2 separate regions of the Macaca mulatta genome follow, and region 2 is linked to region 1. A link is a contact called in public Micro-C data. All regions are on one chromosome and are shown on one strand. Each heading gives the region's core, a stretch centred on a gene start, on an enhancer-like site or on the middle of the called end of the contact. The rest is flanking DNA. Distances are from core to core; before and after follow the strand shown. Region 1 overlaps TNIK (TRAF2 and NCK interacting kinase). Region 2 has its middle 95 kb from the start of TNIK.

The links. Hi-C and Micro-C count contacts between places; a contact is called where the count stands out from the background.
Region 2: a Micro-C map of CD4 T cells shows a contact between it and region 1, with 12 times the contacts expected there. The contact joins two enhancer-like sites. A contact is called at or near these places in 5 of 14 Hi-C or Micro-C datasets (CD4 T cells, cortical neurons, fetal cortex germinal zone and 2 more).

What each region holds. Positions count from the first base shown.
Region 1 is chr2:82,874,414-82,879,264 of T2T-MMU8v2.0, reverse strand. TNIK (TRAF2 and NCK interacting kinase) reads left to right here. Exons shown (of 31, transcript NM_001261217.1): 6 at 59-149; 7 at 2,020-2,150. Among named protein-coding and RNA genes, the nearest start is that of MIR569, 93 kb to the right of the region's middle. Within about 2 kb of position 2,969, at least 5 of the 40 cell types and tissues checked have an H3K27ac peak or open chromatin away from gene starts, as enhancers often do. A contact at or near this core is called in CD4 T cells, where this site is marked.
Region 2 is chr2:83,238,864-83,243,755 of T2T-MMU8v2.0, reverse strand. No RefSeq gene overlaps it. Among named protein-coding and RNA genes, the nearest start is that of TNIK, 95 kb to the right of the region's middle. Within about 2 kb of position 2,030, at least 8 of the 40 cell types and tissues checked have an H3K27ac peak or open chromatin away from gene starts, as enhancers often do. A contact at or near this core is called in CD4 T cells, where this site is marked.

The sequences.
Region 1 (4,851 bases), core at 1,720-4,219:
TTTATTGGCATGTTGGCTTATGCTCCTATTAACCCTTCTTAACTCTCCATCACTCCAGGGGCTGAGTCACCTGCACCAGCATAAAGTGATTCATCGAGATATTAAAGGGCAAAATGTCTTGCTGACTGAAAATGCAGAAGTTAAACTCGGTAAGAGCAGAATCCTGTGAGCCTTGGAATTGCAGGAAGTGATGAGATTATATTAACAGCTCTAAAAAATTAATGTTAATTTGCCACTGTGGATTTGGAGGGCATTGCCCTAAAAATAGAAAGGAAAATGTTTGTCTATTTTAAAAAATATTTTCTCAAGGCATTCTGAGGAATGAATTATATATAATGTGGGAACAGAACCACTGGCTTAATCAATATATAGAAATAATTGAGTTTCTTTGTTTCAGCAAAGATTAGAAGTGACAAAGTTTGAAATGGCCTCCTATATCTTACAGTTTGTTTATATTGTTGCTGCTATAACAGAGCACTAGGACCCAATTTTTTTTCCATGAAAATATACCCAGTTAGGCATATTCAGAATAATCAATTCCTGCTATCTTCCTGTAGGTTTAAGTTATATTTACATTGATTTTGTTACTACCTTGGGCTCCTGTACAAAATGAATGCTCAATATTTTCCTTTAGGTGCATACTGATTACCTCCACTTGCATCAGTGGGAGAATCCTTTTCTTTGGCGTATCTATTAGAGCTCTTTCCGCAACAAATCTGGGACTGTCCAAATAAAGTAGAGAATTACCACATGCATTTGACTGTTTGGTGTATATGAGTAAGAGCATGAATTGAAAAATATCCAGTAGGATATGTGACTCGTCATCTAGAAAAGGATCACTGTCCATATGATTGTATGTTTTCAAAGAGATTTAAACATCTTCTATGTTTATATCTCAAACATTTGCTCTTCCTTTTTGTTGAAATATATGATACTCATTTTTTTTCTTAGTTAACATTTGGGGCCAAACTTTCTCATCTCATGAATATTCTCTTTTAAAAACAAAAGTATGCATTATATAGGCTAAGCAGTTATATATGTATCAACTAGATAAGCTACCCTGAGAGCTTTCTTGCATCACTAATTAACAGTTACTTGTTGAGTGTTTATTATATGCCAGGCCCTGTATGACAATTTTCTATAGATTATCTCTCATAAACATCAGAGCAACTCTGTGTAGATGTCATCATCCTCATTTTACAGATTAGGAAACCGAAGCTCAGAGAGATTGATCTACTAGCCCTAGGTCATACCACTAGTAGGTGGCAGAAATGAGATACAAACTTAGGCAGTCTGACTCCAGACTTTTGCTTTTAATCACTTGCTTCGTATCCCCAAAATACTACCCTTTATGACAACCAAGCTTACTTTTTTTTTTAACACCTATTTTTGGTCCTTGTGAAGCCTTGGTGTAACCAAATGTAACTCTTTGTGCCTTCCTCATTGGTACACCTCATCCAGTTACACATGCAGTTTAAAAACATATTCATAGTATAGAAAAGATAGAAGCAACCCAGGTGCCCATCAACAGGTGAACAGATAAACCAAATGTGGTCCAAAAATACAATGGAATATTATTTAACCTTGAGAAGGAAGGAAATTCTAACACATGCTACAATGTGGATGAACCTTGACAGCATTATACTAAATGAAATAAGCCAGTCACAAAAAGACAAATATTGTATGATTCCACTTATACAAGGTAGTGAGAATAGTCAAATTTATAGAGAGGGAAAGTAGAATGATTGCCAGGGGTTGGGGCAAGGGAAATTGGGAGCTATTGTTTAATAGGTACAAAGTTTCAGCTGGGGAAGATGAGAAATTCTGGAGATGGATAGTGGTGAAGTTTGCACAACAATGTGGATGTACTTAGTGCCCCAGAAATGTACCCGTTAAAATGGTCAAAATTATATACTTTATGTTATGTACATTTTACCACAATAAAATAATTCACATTCATTTTATTGCTCTATAAAACCTAAGATCATAGACTTTATTTACTTTTCTCCTCTTAAATAGTGGACTTTGGAGTCAGTGCCCAGCTTGATCGAACTGTGGGCAGGAGGAATACTTTCATTGGAACTCCCTACTGGATGGCACCAGAAGTTATTGCCTGTGACGAAAACCCAGATGCCACATACGATTTCAAGGTATGACTTCTTTGTTGTGTTTCAAACCTATGCCTACCATATTATCCTGAGTCTTGCAGCGGGAGATTCTTATGTGCCTTTATATTTATGATTCATGTGACCCAAAGGGAGAACTGAAGAACATTATTTGAGTTTAAGACTTACAAGACATTCAAGTGGGGATCTTTTTAATGAATTCACCTATCTTATTTGATTGCCTGTTTGTTTTAAAAAAAAATGTTTAAATCATTTTTTATATTTTTTTGAATTTACTCTTGCTTCTTCTTATTGGAAAATACATTAGATTTCCATGTTGGTTATGGTTGAGATTTTTGGAAGAGTGTATATTCTGAGAGCTTTTTACGTTAAACTAAGATGTGAATTTGTTATCTTGGGCCATCTTTTTCTGATTGAGAATAATCTGACTTACTCACGTCTACGATGCTCGAAGTATAATTATCTGGGGTTTCTTTTTCATGAGAGGGAATCAGATGGAATATTGGTGACTACTTTATGGTCTTTCTGTCGTGTATCCTGATGTTTCATAGAAATTTGATTTGTGACTTGTTACTTTATATTATAAACTAGAAATTTGCTAATAAATTCAAAGCTGTGTTCAAGTAGATTTCTCCAAGAAGCCCTTCTCTTTTCTATTCTGCTAGCCAATAACCAAACATAAATTTGGGTTATTGCCCCTCAGTTTTATTGTCTGGGCTTTTAGGTGACATGGCTTTCTAACGAATGGTGACTGAAAGTCAAGACAATAAAATTAGGGGCAATGGGATCTGGTAACTGTGTGTGGGTTTCCAGGCTGTGCATTAGGTAGAGAGACACCCTGTGGTCTTTGTGTGCATTACAGGACAACTTGGGCAAAACTTGATCTACCTGCGCTGGTTTCAGAGGTGCATGGACTTTTCACCAAAACACTTTAATGATCCTCTGTAAATACTCTCATCTAACAGATGAGGAAACTGAGGCCGAGATCTGCAGGTGCCCACCGGGTTAGTGATCATCTCAGAGTTAGCACCTGAACGCAGGTCTCCAAGCTTTCTGTTCAGAGCCCTTTCCAATATATTACCTTGCTCCTCTGTAATGTACTTCCATATAAATCTCCAATTTACCAATTGAACAGTATATTTGGAGAATTTCACTTTTAAGGAATATTTTTAGTTCTCGACATGTGGGGTTATTACTGAAATCAAGTCTTAAAGATGCATTGCAAACATTGCAGCATTTTTGAGGCCCCGTATCTCAGTGTTGACAGAAAATTTGCCTCTTTTGGGAATTGTAAGCTTGAAGGTCTGAAAACGTAATAATCTCCCATAAATTTCCTCCTTCCTTCAAAGTTAGTCACTGTAATAACCTGACAACAATCTGTCTGAAAACAGCTGCCAAGTTAAAAATTAATCTCCTGCCAAAATAAGTGTCATTTTTTAAACTGCTAATGATAAGCATATTTAAATAATTCCATTTGCAAATCTCTTCAGAGAAACCACTACAAAATATACATCCCAGGCCAGATATGTGTGTCATGATTAGCTACAAGCAATTCTTCAAACCATAGTTATACCTAACAAGTGCTAACTAGTCTATATCTGGGCCACAGATATTCTAGATTACTATGTAACATAGCATGGGGAATCAGTGTTTGCAGCTTTCACCCTCAGCTTAATCTTTTAAGTATTGTGACTGACTACACTATATATGGGACTTTTGTTATGTAAATAAAGTGGGTGCCTACCACTGACTTGTTTTCAGTAGGGTATCTAGAAGAGGCTTTCCTTCTGGCCAAGCAAAGCTTGGAATTAAACTGATATTTTGGTCCTCTTTCCTCAGATTATGGCTGAGGAGTATAGTTTAAAATCACTGTAAATGGTATGAGACCAGTGCATAAGTCTAGGTATGGGCAAAGCCTAGTGCATGAGTAGCCACAGAGGTCGTCATGCTGCACAGTGATTTCAGAGGTACTGGAAGGTTCACCTGGCTATAAAAGTATCCTGAGACATTAAAAAGATTGAAGATGAATGTCTGTTGTGTTTTTTCTTTTTTAATAAAGAATCCTGATAGAATAGGTTCAACTATGTCAGTCATTTAGACCTTAGTGCAAATTAGTTTAACAGGATTGTCAGGAATGTAGGTTGTGCAAGAGGAGGAAAAAGTCATGGCAGGGATATGAGCTTCACTGGTTATTTGCCATGGGTAAAAAGAGGAGGATGACAAAAGAATGAATAAGGAAGACTTTTCCACGGAGGACTTTATAATACTGAATTATTTTCGGTTTTAAAAAAAATTCAGGCCGGGCGCGGTGGCTCAAGCCTGTAATCCCCAGCACTTTGGGAGGCCGAGACGGGCAGATCACAAGGTCAGGAGATCGAGACCATCCTGGCTAACACGGTGAAACCCCGTCTCTACTAAAAAATACAAAAACCTAGCCGGGCGAGGTGGCGGGCGCCTGTAGTCCCAGCTACTCGGGAGGCTGAGGCAGGAGAATGGCGTGAACCCGGGAGGTGGAGCTTGCAGTGAGCTGAGATCCGGCCACTGCACTCCAGTCTGGGCGACAAAGCGAGACTGTCTCAACAAAAAAAAAAAAAAAAAAATTCATAGTGGTCTTCAAAGACATCTTAGACAAATCAAATAGTAAATAATAAATAACAAAACCAAGCCATACCCTGTTGGGGTATAGTAGAAGGTTTGGGGATTTTTGCAGATTTATTTCATCCAC
Region 2 (4,892 bases), core at 781-3,280, 370 kb before region 1:
GCGTTTTATCAAGCCCTCCAAGTGATTCTGATGTGCTAATGCTTGAGAACCACTGACCTAGAGAATGTCATTGGCATAAATCCTTGGCTCCATGACCCCCCATCCAGTTTGTTGCTAAGCTTTGAGAATTCTGCCTCTGCCTCCTAGTTGGGCTGTCATTGTCCTACTTCAGGCCCTGTTAACTCCTACCTGCACTGCACCAGTAGCCTCCCCACCTCTCATCCCTCATTTTCCTCCAGTCCATGTCACCCTCTGATACCACATCAGCTCTGTGCTCTGATGGTGCCATGCAACTGTTGGAAAAAAATTCCAACTGCTTAGCTTGATATTCAAGATCCTCCAAAATATACATTCAACTTTCCTTTTTAATCTTATTTTGTACTTACTTTTCTCTGCTTGCACCCTATACCTAAGTCTACAAAACTACTTACTGTTTGCCACAGATTTGAACTTTCTCACTCTGGGCCTGGAATTGCCTGTCACTCATCCCACCACATCGTTTAGGGTCCAGTTCAAAGACTCCTTCATGAGTCTTCCTTGAACCTTCAAACTACAAAATCCCTCCCCTTCTTCTTCTCCCCCTTTTTTTTTTTTTTGACAGAGTTTCACTCTTGTTTTCCAGGCTGGAGTGCAATGGTGTGATCTCATCCCACTGCAACCTCCGCTTCCTGGGTTCAAGCAATTCCCCTGTCTCAGCCTCCCAAATAGCTGGGATTACAAATGTATGCCACCATGCCTGGCTAATTTTGTATTTCTTTAGTAGAGATAGGGTTTCACCATGTTGGTCAGGCTGGGCTCTAACCCCTGACCTCAAGTGGTCCACCCCTCTTGGCCCCCCAAATTGCTGGGATTACAGGCATGACCCACTGCACCCAGCCAGAGCCACTGTGCCTGGCTCCTTTCTTAAACTCACGTAGAATTTATCTTTACTTCTCTTAGGGCTCTTATTAAATTATATAATATGTTTGCTTGTAAACTTGGTTTGTCTCCCTTGCTACCAGGTGGTAAAGAGTAGAGCTGTGTCTTTTTTCATCTCTGCATCTCCTACAGTATCATGCACAGTGGCAAAGCTTAATTCTTAGTTGTGAATGAATGAATAAATGAATTGGATAACCTAAAAAGAAACTGAATCCACAGTATGGACTCAGTTATGTTGGATTCATGTTAAAAAACTGATTTTCCATCCTTTGTTTTTCTACAAGTTCTTATCAAAATTAATGATATTATGGTTATTTTTCCCAACAAGGTGTTGCCCATTTTATCTCCTTTCAAAACCAGGTCAGTTAGAAAGCACAGATTACAATACAGTTATCAGGGATAACAGTGTCAGTAGAAGCAAACAGTTGCTCCCACAGTATCTGTGGCTTCGGCAACTAAAAAGAAGAAGAAAATTACATATTTTGTTGCTAACCTTCACCTTGGACAGCATAATGTCCCTAGCAAACCCTAGCAGTTTCTCTTGCAAAGAATAAGGCAGAAACAACTCTCAAGGAAACGCTTTCTGGAACTTTGGAAGTCCCCAGTTACAGTCATTGGCCTGGCTTGATTCCAAAGTTGGGAAAGAGACTGTCTGCTCAGAGAAAATCACCTATATAGGTAGTGAAATACTTCTGCTCCATCTTGATAGCCCCATTCATTGAAGAGCTTCCTCCATATGGGCTAAAAAGGATGACAGAGGAGCATTCTTCAGGCCTTCAATTATCAAGCATGTGTGTTCAGCACCAAACAGAAACCAGAGCAGCAAAGCCAGGTTTACCTTGCAGCAGGAAGCCTGTTGCTATGGAGACACAGAAGTGCCTCCAGAGCAGTCATGATTCTGGAAGGTTTTAAATGTCCTTAGAAATCCAAAAGTTAAAGATACAATCTCCCCAGTCACAGGCTATGAACTTCTAGCTCTGTGTGGGGCTTACCTTGCATCTTCTCTCTCACTTCACAGTTGTCACTTCTTATGAAAGACTTTGTAATCTTTCTGAGCACTCACTTTTCAAGAGGGCAGTCAGCCCTTTCTACCTGACCCTCATTCGGGCAGAGGAAGAAATAGGAAAATGGCACCCTGACCACAGAGTTGTGCTGGCTACAGCTTGACCTGAAGTGGCTTCGTCTGCTTCTGCCTCACTAAGCAGGACGATTTCCTGGCAGTGTGCAGCCCTTTCTGCTGTCGCCTCAGCCCTGGGACTTGTCTATGATGTGTGCTGGCTCTAAGTGATAAGTCTCTGGGTGATCCTCTGTCATTCTTGCTTTCTTTCCTGCTGCATGAAGGTTCTCATAAAAAGCACATGGATTTCCTAGGTCCATATTTCATATTGTGTCTATTGTGAAAGTCTTTTCTCTGAATGTCTTGAAGTTTCTGAACACCCTTCCTTAGCAAAACGTTCCATAATCTTCCCTACATCTCAAGATTAGGTTATAAATGGGCAGTTCATGTTGAGGTTGGTGTCACTGTGAGGCAGCCAACTGGCAGTGCCAAAAAGTGCTGTTTGGGAGGAATAAATATTTAATAATATGGAAAGATGATCACTATGTATTAAGATACAGGTTATGAAATAATTAACATTATAATATACTGCATATACTTGCACATAAATATTTGTAAAAAGGGACCAAAAAGACCAACATGAAGTATTAACAGTCCTTATCTCTGGTGAGTCAGTGTGTTTTTTTGTGTTCTCTTTATTTATTTATTCTTCTTTTTTCTTCTAGGTACGTATCTTTATTTTCCAAATTTTCTACAATGGACAGATTTTGTCTTGGTAATAAGAAAAGATGAGCAAAATATATTTTTAATTTTCTAAATAAATCAATATCCCAACAAATAAGTTTGGATTCGTATATCCAGAAAGAAGATGGATTAGTACACCTAGGGGTTCAGGTATACTGCATGATGCTCTGTGCTTAGCAATACAGGGCAGGTGAGCACGGACTCCTGGGACTTAGCACAGGCCCCATCCCTGAGGCAGGCGAGGCCCAGATTTCATCCCATTTCAGCCAGAGTTGACCCCAAAGGAGCCAGATGGGTAGCAGGTCATCCTCAGGAGTCAGGCACATGGGCTTTCTGCCTTAGTCAAATTTGGCAACTCAAACTATGGGGTAGGAGTAGTAGTGGCCCTCACTCTGAGGAATGGGAAGACCATCTGAGGAGCTGACTGGGTGCCCCGCCTTCCCTTGGCCCTTCTTTCCCATAGGGATTGTGTTATGTATGCTTTTTGTCAGGGAGTGGGCAGAAAAGGATCATTCCCCTTCTCTATCTCTTTAGGAGCAAACAACATCTCCTAGAAAGGCCAGTTATGTCAGGTAGATAGCGCAATACTCTCTGCTCCATCTTCATGGCCCAACTCACTGGAAACCTTCCTCTATTGGGGCTGAAAAAGATGACAAAGGACTATTTTCATAGATCCTCATTCTTTTTTTTTTTTTTTTTTTTTTACATGGAGTCTCACTCCGTCACCCAGGCTAGACCGCAGAGGGCAATGGTGTGATCTCTGCTCACTGCAACCTCCACCTCCTAGGTTCAAGTGATTCTCCTGCCTCAGCCTCCCGAGTAGCTGGGACTACAGGCTTGCGCCACTGTGCCTCGCTAATTTTTGTATTTTTAGTGGAGACGGGGTTTCACCATGTTGGCCAGGCTGACCTTGAACTGCTGACCTCAAGTGATCTGCCTGCCTCGGCCTCCCAAAGTGCTGGGATTACAGGCTTGAGCCACTGCGACCGGCCAATCCTCATTCTTTACATGGAACAATTCTAGATCTATAACCCAGTCATGGAGATAGAGTATTACCCCAAACCTCCTTTACCATCAGAGCAATGGAAAGTCAGCCCCACCTGCCCTAAGGAAAGAGACTTCTGGTTTGGTGAAACTCTGAATGACTGAGTTAGGCTGGCAGCTGGGTGAATTAGGGAGCATAGGTAGATATGAGAGGAATCAGCGTGGTCCCTGCAGCACGAAGGGACCTCAACTTTTTACGGTGGAAGACATTCCTCAGAATTGGGGCATCTCAGGCCATACTACTTATTTATACCAAAGTCAACCCATTTTAAATCCAAACTCCCTTTTAAGGAGGTCTAAACCAACCTTAAAGGGGATGTATTATAAAGATGGTTTAATCTCTAGAGATGGAGACAGAACATTAGTATTTTTATAATCCTGCTAACTCCAATGGCCAGCCAAGGTTGAGAACCACTACTCTTAATTGGTAGCAGATACTCCACTGAATGGCACCAGTGGGATCCTCACCACACCCATTATGCCATGAGATTAGGGGTGTTGTTCCTGTCTGGGTGGCCTGCTAGCCAGGTGTAACAGCTCTTCTCACAATTCTGTAAACAGCCAAGACTTTTAAAGTAAATTTATTTTCTACCCAAATCAGCTAGAGTCATTTACTCTTACTTACACTAAGAACCTTGACTAACACAAACTCCAACCTCTATGTTGCCAAAACCCAATGCCCCTTTTCTGGCCTCAACCTCTCAGGCTACACTGGACACAATTAATCCATTATTTTCTTTCTGAAACACTTCCAGAACACTTGGCATTTTGTGATCACTCCAAATACTTTTCCAACTTCAGTGGCCCCTCCTTCTGTCTCCTTTCTGATTCCTTTTTCTGTACTTTATCTGTAAATCATGGGTTTCCTTCTTAACTCAAGGTGATCTCATCTAGTCTCATGGTTTTGAAACCATTGACAGGTATGTATCTTCAGCACTGACCTTTCTCCTAAACCCCAGTCTTATATATGACATCTAATCATACGCAATATCTGCCATGGGATATCTAATACATCTCAAATTTGGCATGTCCAAAATGAAACTCTTGAGTTCACTCTTAAAACTCTTCTTCCCCATTTCCCCAATTTCAGGAAATGGTTTCACCATCCACCCAGTTGCTCAAGCCAAAA